Regions from separate parts of the Hordeum vulgare genome. Here region 2 is linked to region 1. Evidence: chromatin contacts called from public Hi-C data. All regions are on one chromosome and are shown on one strand. Each heading gives the region's core, a stretch centred on a gene start, on an enhancer-like site or on the middle of the called end of the contact. The rest is flanking DNA. Distances are from core to core; before and after follow the strand shown.

Evidence for each region. A called contact is a pair of places that touch in the nucleus more often than the background predicts.
Region 2: a contact with region 1 is called in a Hi-C map of leaf, with 4 times the contacts expected there. The contact joins the promoter of LOC123411388 here to the enhancer-like site in region 1. A contact is called at or near these places in 2 of 6 Hi-C or Micro-C datasets (leaf and seedling) and 1 of 1 datasets of contacts at active chromatin or transcription factors (embryo).

Annotation. Positions count from the first base shown.
Region 1 is chr7H:469,342,971-469,348,037 of MorexV3_pseudomolecules_assembly, reverse strand. No RefSeq gene overlaps it. Among protein-coding and RNA genes, the nearest start is that of LOC123413286, 42 kb to the right of the region's middle. Within about 2 kb of position 1,402, at least 2 of the 3 cell types and tissues checked have open chromatin away from gene starts, as enhancers often do. A contact at or near this core is called in leaf, where this site is marked.
Region 2 is chr7H:469,757,178-469,762,401 of MorexV3_pseudomolecules_assembly, reverse strand. LOC123411388 reads right to left here and starts at 3,748. Exons shown (of 2, transcript XM_045104327.1): 1 at 3,556-3,748; 2 at 1,569-2,098. The coding sequence starts at 2,079. The coding sequence ends at 1,867.

The DNA of each region.
Region 1 (5,067 bases), core at 153-2,652:
CCTTATTTCAAGCCATCATCCTCGCCGCCGCCTTGCCGCTAACGAAGAAAAACAAAGAAAAATAAGACATAAGAAAAACAACAAAGAAGTCGGACCCTACTCTTGTGGGCGCCACACGAAAGAAAGGAGGAATGAAATCACTAGTTAACGAATATACCTTCCAACGATTACTTCTAGCTCCACACGTTCCGATAAATGATGCACTGCATCTGTATCATTTGTCGCAACCTAAGAGTTTTCTCTTTTTCGTAGATCCGTATTTTTAAAACATGGCCAAATCACGAACTGTTTTTACTGTTCACTTTCTCTCGTCGAGATTCAAAATCAGATCCCATGTTGATAGGTTTTGACGAACTTTACTTTTTCACAAAAAAACGAACGAAAAAATTGTTTCTCACGCGGTAGAAAAAAACAAAAAACACGTTTTTTTTTTCTTTCCCAGAGGCACAGTTCATGCCTCTCGCGGAAGCAAAATCGTGCCTCTCGAGGAAAAAAAAGGGAGCAGAAAATGAGTTTTTTTCCTTTTTAGGTGACGCACGGCCGTGTCTCTCGCGAAGGCAAAATCGTGCATGTGGCAAAAAAATGGAAAACGCGTTTTTTCCCTTTCGGGAGAGGCATGGACGTGCCTCTCGCGAAGGCAAAATCATGTCTTTCACGGAAGCAAAACCGTGCTTCTCGCAAAAAAAGACAGAAAACGCGTTTTTTCTCCTTTCCGAGAGGCATCGGCGTACCTCTCACGAATGCAAAACCTTATCTTTCGCGGAAGCAAAACCGTGCCTCTCGCAAAAAAACAGAAAACGTGTTTTTTCTCTTTCCGAGAGCCACGGCCGTGCCTCTCGCGATGGCAAAACCGTGCCTCTCGCGGAAGCAAAACCGTGCCTCTTAAAAAAAACAAAAAACGCATTTTTTTTCTTTCCGAGAGGGACGGCCCTGCCTCTCGCGAAGGCAAAATCGCCTCTCGCGGAAGCAAAACCATGTCTCTAAAAAAGTGTTTTTTCCGTAAAAAACAGAAAACACGGTTTTTCCATAAAAAGAAATAATTTTTTCCCGTCCAAAAGTTACGAAAGACCGATGAGAAACCGGAACACTAGAAAAATCAGAGAAAAAACCACTCTAAAAGGCCGAAAACATATGCGAAAAAATAAAAAAAATAAAATACGAAGGGAACGTTTGGAGTGCGACACGTGGCGACGGCTGAGAACGTGCTAAGTGGCGGTGCGCGAGAGTGATCACTCGGAGACTCCCAAAGGAGTGCTCGCTAACTAGTTGTTGTCCAGGAGAATCAGTATGGCGGCATTGGAGGCGGCATTTCCTATTTAGCACGGCAGGCACCACTTAATGTGCATTTTGTTAACTAGCGCATGCAACCTCTTGAAATGGGCCCGCTCATCTGGCGGCATTGGAGGCGGCATGTCCTATTTAGCACGGCAGGCGCCACTTAATGTGCATTTTGTTAACTAGGGCATGCAACCTCTTGAAATGGGCCGGCTCATATCGATGCCGGATGACGAACTTTTTCTTGAAAATTCTATGACGTTTTTCTAAATTTTAACGAATGTTTTTAAAATCGATGAACCTTTTTAAAAATATTAAATTTTATGATTTTTTTAATACTGATGAACTTTTTTGAAAAGTTATGAACATATATTTGAAAATGGATTATTTTTTACAAAATTGATGAAATTTTTTGAAGATTTATGAGCTTTTTCAGTTAAATGAACTTTTTTAAAAAACATGATTTCTTTTTTGAATTTCTATGATCTTTTTTCTAGTTGAATCAATTTATTACAAATTTGATGACTTTATTCAAATTGGATGAACTTTTTTCAATTTGAATGAACTTTTTTCAAATTGATGAACTTTTTTTAATATTGATAAACCTTTTTTAAAGATATGAACTTTTTTCGAATGGATGAACCTTTTTAAAATTTGTAAAGCTTTTTTGATTTTATACAAAATTTCATTTCCATATGAAAAATATTCTAGACGTTTTTTTTCTACTCGATCAACAAAAAAAGAACTAACCAGGTTATGAGCGTGCTAATGGGTCTGTCCATGCCTGCGACGCTGCAGATGCGTTAACTGGCGCTTGCAGCGCTGACTAGAAGCTCCCGTGGGAGGAACACTAGGCGGCGGCTGCTGATGTTTCTCTCTCAAGGGATCCTGCTACGTGATTACAAACTTTTTGTGTGCAAACCAGTGGATACATACAAAAATAGATGCGCTGAGCACCTGCTGAATGTGGGCGACCAACTCCTAGTTTCATATGTTGAGAATTTGTCGTTGAACAGGGGAAGATTGCGCACATTAGCTGCCACTTCCGCCTTCGCTCCCGCCTGAGGCGCAAGAGGCGAACGACCAGGCGATCGGGGTGATCGCTGGATCGGCGGGCCGTGCTCGAGGCGGGGCAGATTTCTCTTCCGCTGTGGATGATCCCCATCTGCACTGGGAGATCTCCCACGTCGACACTCATCTGCGCTCTAGGAGCGATCGTCGGGGTTTCATCTACCTCCACAGGAAGTCGCGCTGGATCACGGTGAGAGACGAGGAACACGACATCCTAGCGAGAACGTATTTACATGATCGGGTTGATCCCAAGGATGGGGACGAGCTGGAGATCGATGGTTTCCGGGTGCGCGTACGTCGCCTCTGGAAACCGAGACAGAGCGTCGACGAACAGGCTGCGGTATGTGATCTCACCTCACACTCAGTGTGTTTCGGAGGACGGTTTTGGGTTTTGGGTGATTATGATGCAGTAGATGAAGATGAGACTGTAGTCTCAACTCCGCCTCGAGGTGGCCGGATATCGCCATTGCAACCAGGTCAGCTGGTGATTTTCAGTTGGTGAAGAAGAAGATGTCGGCTTCTATTGCGTCAGATCTTTCGAGGGGGAAGATCAACAAGGAATCTTCTAATGGGATTAAACCCTGGATAGGCCCGATCCCGAAGGTAAACCGACAACCCTGTTTCCTTTCAGACTTTTTTTATCTCAATTCCTGGAAAACAGTCAAGAAGAAGAAGAAATTCAGAGTTCAAATGGCGCAGCCGTCGCCGATGATTTCGTCAGTTTCGTCAGTCCGTGATTCCAAGAGGGAATTTTTGAATTCCTTGGGAGTTGCCTGCGGGCCTAAGTTGGTTTTGACCGGATCGGGAGGTGATACAACTGGGTATATGGCACAGGATGCAACCCATAATTCCGGCGTCTTTCTTATTGGCTTTACCGATGGAGTACCAGGGTTCTCGTCTATAGCCCATACACCCGACGATCATCTCCCTGGCGTTTTCGATCTCGCTCACGAGGTTCTGCCGCCGCTTCTGCCTAGGGTTCCTCGGCGACCTTCGCAAGGTTTCCCCAGGCTGAAAGCTGGACGAGCTGCTCGAGTGCCTCCCATCAAAACTGCATCGCGGCCCATGGCGGGGCGGGGCAATCCCCACCAACCGTTTCCCGCGCAGCCTCCGGCGCGGCCGTCGGGACAGGGGACTCGCGCTCCTTTGCAGGTGACTAAGATGGCGACTATGGCCTCAGCAGACAGCACACACGGGGGTAGACCACCGGTTGCAGCTGCACCGGCTGGTGCTCCTGCTGTGCCTGATGCCAACAGGCAGCAGCTGCGTGGGCATTGGGGATGGACAGCATCGAGGGTCTTCTTCCTTCGGAGGTGGGCGTGGCTACGCATGGCAGCATAATGGAGGAGACGGGAACGGGTTTGTTGCGCCGCCTGGCAATTTTGTGCCGGGGACATCGGTCCCCCAAATCCGAAGAGAGGCAGATTCTGGCAGAGCTGGGGTGGTAGAGGGGGGAAGGAAACCGAAGCCTCCTTTTCCTCCTCACGAAACACCGGTTGAACATGAGGAACCGAACTTGGCGTTGGTTAAGGAGGCAGCAAAGGCTGTGGCTGATCCTATTCCGGCTGATCAGAGCAGTGCTTTGGTCAAGGGGGAAGGAGGTGATAGACCCTCCAAATGGGCGCGGAAGAAAGAGAAGATGACTTGTTATCATTGCATGAGACGGGTCATTTTATTTCTGAATGCAAGGCAGAGTTGTGTGAGTTTTGCCTCAAGCCCAAGCATGGTTCGGTTAAGTGTCCTCTGACTGTTGGACAAATCCCGGTGGTGACCATCTATGGTGTTTGTTGTCAAGAATTGATGTTCTTTGAGTCGCCGGCTGCCACGGCAACACTTCACACACCAGACGCAAGTTTCACTCGGACAATTACGGTGAATCGTTGTAAGATGACTGTTGAGCAGGTGGTACAACAGCATAAGGAGCTGGTATCCTCAACATTCAGGTGGGAACTGATGACTCACAAGTATAGGGGATCAATCGTAGTCCTTTCGATAAGTAAGAGTGTCAAACCCAACGAGGAGCAGAAGGATCTGACAAGTGGTTTTCAGAATATCTGCAAGCACTGAAATTATCGGTAACAAGTGATTGTGTGGTGAGATGATTCGTCGCAAGCAACAGGTAAGAAAAGTAGCAACGGTGCAGCAAAGTGGCCCAATCCTTTTGTAGCAAGGGACAAGCCTCGACAAAGTCTTACAGGAGGAAAAACGCTCACACGGGAATTTCTGTCATGCTAGTTTCATCATGTTCATATGATTCGCGTTCGTTACTTTGATAGTTTGATATGTGGGTGGACCAGCGCTTGGGTACTGCCCTTACTTGGACAAGCATCTCACTTATGATTAACCCCTCTCGCAAGCATCCGCAACTACGAAAGAAGAATTAAGACAAAGTCTAACCATAGCATTAAACTAGTGGATCCAAATCAGCACCTTACGAAGCAACGCATAAACTAGGGTTTAAGCTTCTGTCACTCTAGCAACCCATCATCTACTTACTACTTCCCAATGCCTTCCTCTAGGCCCAAATAATGGTGAAGTATTATGTAGTCGACGTTCACATAACACCACTAGAGGAAAAACAACATACAACATATCAAATTACCGAACGAATACCAAATTCACATGACTACTATTAGCATGACTTATCCCATGTCCTCAGGAACAAAAGTAACTACTCACAAAGCATAATCATATTCATGACCATAGAGGTAATGAGTAGCA
Region 2 (5,224 bases), core at 2,499-4,998, 410 kb before region 1:
AGACTGAATGACAGGATGGAAAAGCAAGCTCCTCATGATTGCAGGACGACGAATCCTTGTTAGATGTGTCTTCGGTGCTCTGCCCACATTTGCGCTGTGTGTTTTGAAGGTGCCAAAAAAGTTCTTCAAGGAAGTGGACAAATCCAGAAGAAAATTCTTATGGGCGCAGGATGAAGAACTCTCTGGGGGCAAATGTAAGGTAAATTGGCAAACAGTCTGCTCACCAATCGGACACGGAGGCATGGGCATCAGCGACCTGAGAAAACTCAGCTCGGCGCTTCGGATGCGCTAGTTGTGGCACTCTTAGGCAAACCCGGAACGGCCATGGGTTGGCTCTGAGCTTCCATGATCACATGATGATCGCTCACTGTTCAATATGGCCATTGTGATCACCTGGGCAACGGCAACAAGACCTCCTTCTGGGACAGTGCATGGACTGGTGATGTGACTTTGAAGACCATAATTCCCCGGCTGTTCATGCACTCGACAAGGAAGAACAGAAGTGTCACGGCAGCTCTTGCTGATGACAAATGGATCGCCGACCTGGCACATGGAAACACGGACCCGATCCTTCATGATTTTCTCAACCTGAAGAGATGGCTCGACTCCAAGAACATTCAGCTTCAAGAAAATCAGCATGACAGCATTCGTTGGCGTCTATGTGCAGATGACACTTTCTGGAAGACATGGGCACCTGGGAAGCACAAAGTTTTCACCTGGTTCATGATCAAGGACAGGCTTTGATGCAATGATCGGCTACAACGAAGAGGCTGGCCCAATGGTTACTTCTGTCAATGTTGTCTTAGAAATCTTGAATCCTCATACCACATGTTCTGGGGATGTGAAGTGGCCAAAGCAGTTTGGAACGGGGCTGCCAGTTGGAATGGATGGGCTCCTTTAGCAGACCAAACTTGAAGTGCAAAGAAAACATCACTGCAAGTCATTCCTGCCCAACCAAGCTACAAGAAAGCCCTAAAAACAACGATCATGATGATATTGTGGAGGATATGGCAAGAGCGAAATGACTGCACTTTCAGAGCCACGACTGCATCGCACGTGGACATTCTTCAGGCTGCAACCAGGGACATGGAGCTCTGGCGTCAAGCAGGAGCTAGACACATGAAGCCACCCTTCGGGGTTCTTTTGGGAGATATCGCTTAGGTAATGTCTTCCATCGACATGTCTCTCCTTTCCTCAGGAGATTATGTACAACCCGAGTTTTTTGGCCGCCTATGGCGTTCTTTTCGTTTCTTCCTTGATCTATGATCAAAACCCATATTTTGTATTTTTTATGTGCTTCCTGCTATGATCAATGCAAGCCAGCCAGCAGCTGGATCTTTAAAAAGAGAACTCCAAAAACTGACATGTTTTATCATGATTGATAGCATTGCTCAGGAGTTGTACATATTTTTTTGAAAACAAGTGGAATAATAAAACACCTGAAAGTGAAGTATAAATAAGTCCCTATCCTCTAACCTCAATATGCATTATGAACAACACTACGGAAAAGATGCATTATGAACTGACACTATGGAAAAGACAGAAAGGGTAGACTGTATAGTGTACAATTTCCAACAGAAAGTGCACCATACATTCCATGTATCCCAATTGAAAAGGCACATTGGTCCAAAGGCCATCCCAAAAAATCTGCTCCAGTAGCGCAATATATCGAACTTCCAGGCACCGCGGCCACCATTAACACAAAAGCATTACTAATTCTGGACTCCCACCCATGCCATAAAAAGCTCTATCTAACATGACCCATCATTATCATACAAACCAAACCAAGGTTCTGAGCTCTGGTTATGAGGTAACTAGTTTAGAAGCTCGGTCCAGGGAAACAGAAGTTTGAGAGCATGTTTTCGCCTACGATGAGCCTGGGGTGGAGGGGTTTGCGGCGGGGGTGGCTGCATCGTCCCTCTTCTTCAGGTCTTCGAACTTGTCGATGGCGACCTGCAGCTCATCAGTGTTGCCGACAGCTCTCATGGTGTAGTAGTAGACCCCGAAGACGAACCCTGTCAGCCCGCCGCCCACCACTAGGTTCTTGGTCTTGGGCGCGAGGCTGCCGAATCCCACCATCTGGTCCAGCAACTCGGCGCTGCTGCATACAGGACACAGAGATGTAAATGTTATGGCAACTTGGGACATGTTGATATCAATCATAATGCGAAGGCTATGTAAAAGTGTAAATCGGGCATTGAGCATTAGGAGGCAGTTAGACAGTATAAATATAGAGATTTAAGCACACCCTGAATAAGTGTACGGGCATTGGGCTTCTATTTCCTTGTTCAACCTGACGCCCCTCTACCGACTAGCAGTTACACAATTAAACACTCGTAATTCAGCAGCAACTCATATATGACTTCCGTATTACCCTAGAAAAATAGGGGTTGCTACTTTTTCTCGAAAGAAAATAGGTGTTACTGACGAGTAGCCACTCCAGCAAAAACAAATATTATTTGTACATAAAAACAGGAAGAACTACTGAGACAGCTTTCATTTGTACAGTAATTGGCACTCTAACAAGCATGAACCTGAACAATCACTTACCTCACAAGGTCTGTTTACTTGTTAGCAACTTCATAGTGAAAAATAGAATTGGAACTTGTCAGCAACAAGGATGCAATGAAAGGGAAATCTAAATAACATGCTGTTCTGAAGCTTCACATGGTCCATGTGTGAGATTTGTTGGTTGAACTTTTTAAGATAAAATGCAGCAAACAAGGCCCCAGCTTAATCTCTTCATGTTTTCCCATACGCTACATATGGAAAAGAGCAGTTCCCTTTCGATAGAGCAAATGTAAGTTGAAAGAGAAAACCTATATAGACCGCTCCACTGAAGTGTTTGAATGACACGTGATGCAATTTATTGTATCACTGGCAATTGGCACGATTGCTCGTGCAGTCGTTCACACAGAACATGATTAGATATTTGGGAGCTTGCAAATTTATTATTCACGTTGGACCCTTGCACCGCCCCCTTGCGGTTAATGCTAGTATGAAAATTTGAAACCCGATGCAATTGCAAGTGGTGAATCATTAATTGGACCCCTTCCCTGTGATGCAGTGCTTCATGGATCATACGGTACAATATAACCAGAAATTGTGTCCTTCCTCCCGTCCCGTGAGCATTCATTCAGAGACGGGGAGACTCTACACCATTGTGATTGGAATCGAAGGCATACAATCCAAGAGCAAGTGCCATGATTTCTAAGCTAATATGGTCAAACTGAGAATTTGGTTCCTAAGCTTGTTTACCTGTGTATTAGGGTATAATGTAAAAGAAACGTGTACAGGCACATAGTAAATCCAATTTGGTCCCCAAATCCCTTCTGAAAATGGTCCTTATAAACACCCAAAATGCTGTGGGAATGTACATGGACGGATACACCGTTGGATGCAACATCACAACCCGCTCGTTACCACAGCCCTGCCTACGCTACGGATGGGAAGTGAGAGCAGCCGCTCTCAAAGAAAAGATATCCTTCTGGGCTGGATTCGGTTCGGTTCGGTTCTTCACCGCAAAAGGTTGGAGCAAAATTAGGGCTTCCTTACCGACAGAGGGAGGAGGAGTCGCGGGAGCCGGTCCAGATCCAGTAGAGAGACGGACAGAGATTTGCTCCGCTTGGAGGCTTGCTCCGTTGGGTTCAGGCGGAGAAGAAGGAGCCGGACGGCGGCGACGCGGTGTGGGGAGGGCAGGAACCAGACCAAAGGGGAAATGGGTTTGGATTGGTGCGTCCTGTGTGCTGGGCTGGGCTGGGCTCGGCTGGTTGGACCTCGACATGTACTGGTGTGGTGGGCATCAGCAACCCAACAAAGCGACCGCCTTCTTTTTTTTCTTTTCTTCCGTTCATCCTTTTTCTTAAAAAATTAGGACAATGTCTATGCGTTTCAACGGATATAAATATCGCTCTAACTAAGGATAGTAAAACTGCACCATATCCCAGCCTTCTCACACATCCTTGTTTTTTGGCCGTCAGATCATGTGTCCTGATCGTTTCTAACCATACGATTACCACCCATTCTCGTGATTAACAACTAAGTGGGTCTACTGTCCTCGGGCAGCTACTCCCATAGCAAAATCGGTGGCTTCTCGTTAATTTGGATCCTTGCACCACACAAAGCCCACCATCGAAATACCCAACCCAGACAAACCCTGATTTCTTTCTTCTTCTCCGTGGATCCCCTCATCTCTCGAGTCCCACATCGATCGCCGCCGCCACCACCGTCGCCACCGTCCCCACATACCGGCGACCCTGATCCCGGAGTCGGTCCTCTCCCCAGCACAGTCGCTCCCACTCCCACCCCTCCCCTCACATTGTATTGTATAGTTGGTATTTTGGTTGTGGTGGAGAAAGGAAGGAAGGAGAATCGCCTTCGGACTACTTGAACCCTTTGTGTCGCACCTCAGGGCCGCCCAGGACCATATGCCCAATGGAGGTCGTATCATCCTTATCTTGCCGGATCTAGAGGCCAGCACACCCTGGTTCACCAAGGGCAGGTTCGTCGTCTCGTGTCTCTTTACCAGCTTCCCACGCCGACGGCGGCGTCAATTCTTTTTACATGGATGCTTCTTTATTGCAGCGTCCGTTTCGTAAGCATGCCGAAGGTCCTGGAGCGGGTGACAACCATACAGTCCGAGATACTGCAGCTCGAGGATGTTGCGCCGTCCAAAGCAATGAAAATCATAGATTGAAATCTGCAAGTGGATGATATATTGTAACATGTAAAGTAATGTGTACCTGTTGAGAGAGATAATAGCAGAATGGTGACACATGTTTCTGTTTGGGATTTGCTAGGCTGAACTAGGGCACAATGTGAAAATGGTGGACCCTGTGGAAGGTACAATACTGTCGATTACATTTCTGAATGTTGTGTTGGATAATAATAATATCTATGAAGAAATCTTCAGCAATGCTTATTCGTAACTGAAAATCCTATTCAGATTGTGCAATAGATTCTCTTCTCCTCTGGACATTGATGTCACTCCTCCAAGGGAACCAGACAATCCTCTTCATACAACTTTCCAAGCTTTCTTTCTCTCAGTATTCCACTCACCCCCGTAAGTTCAATCCAAGAATTTTCTCCTGAACTAATACTGCCAGTTGCATGTCAAAACGTTGTGATATTAAGTGAAGGAAATATTTATGGGGGAAACAAATGTTGACGTATTGGTAGATCTTTCTCACACTTTTGGAATGGTCTCAATTTATTAATATAGTTA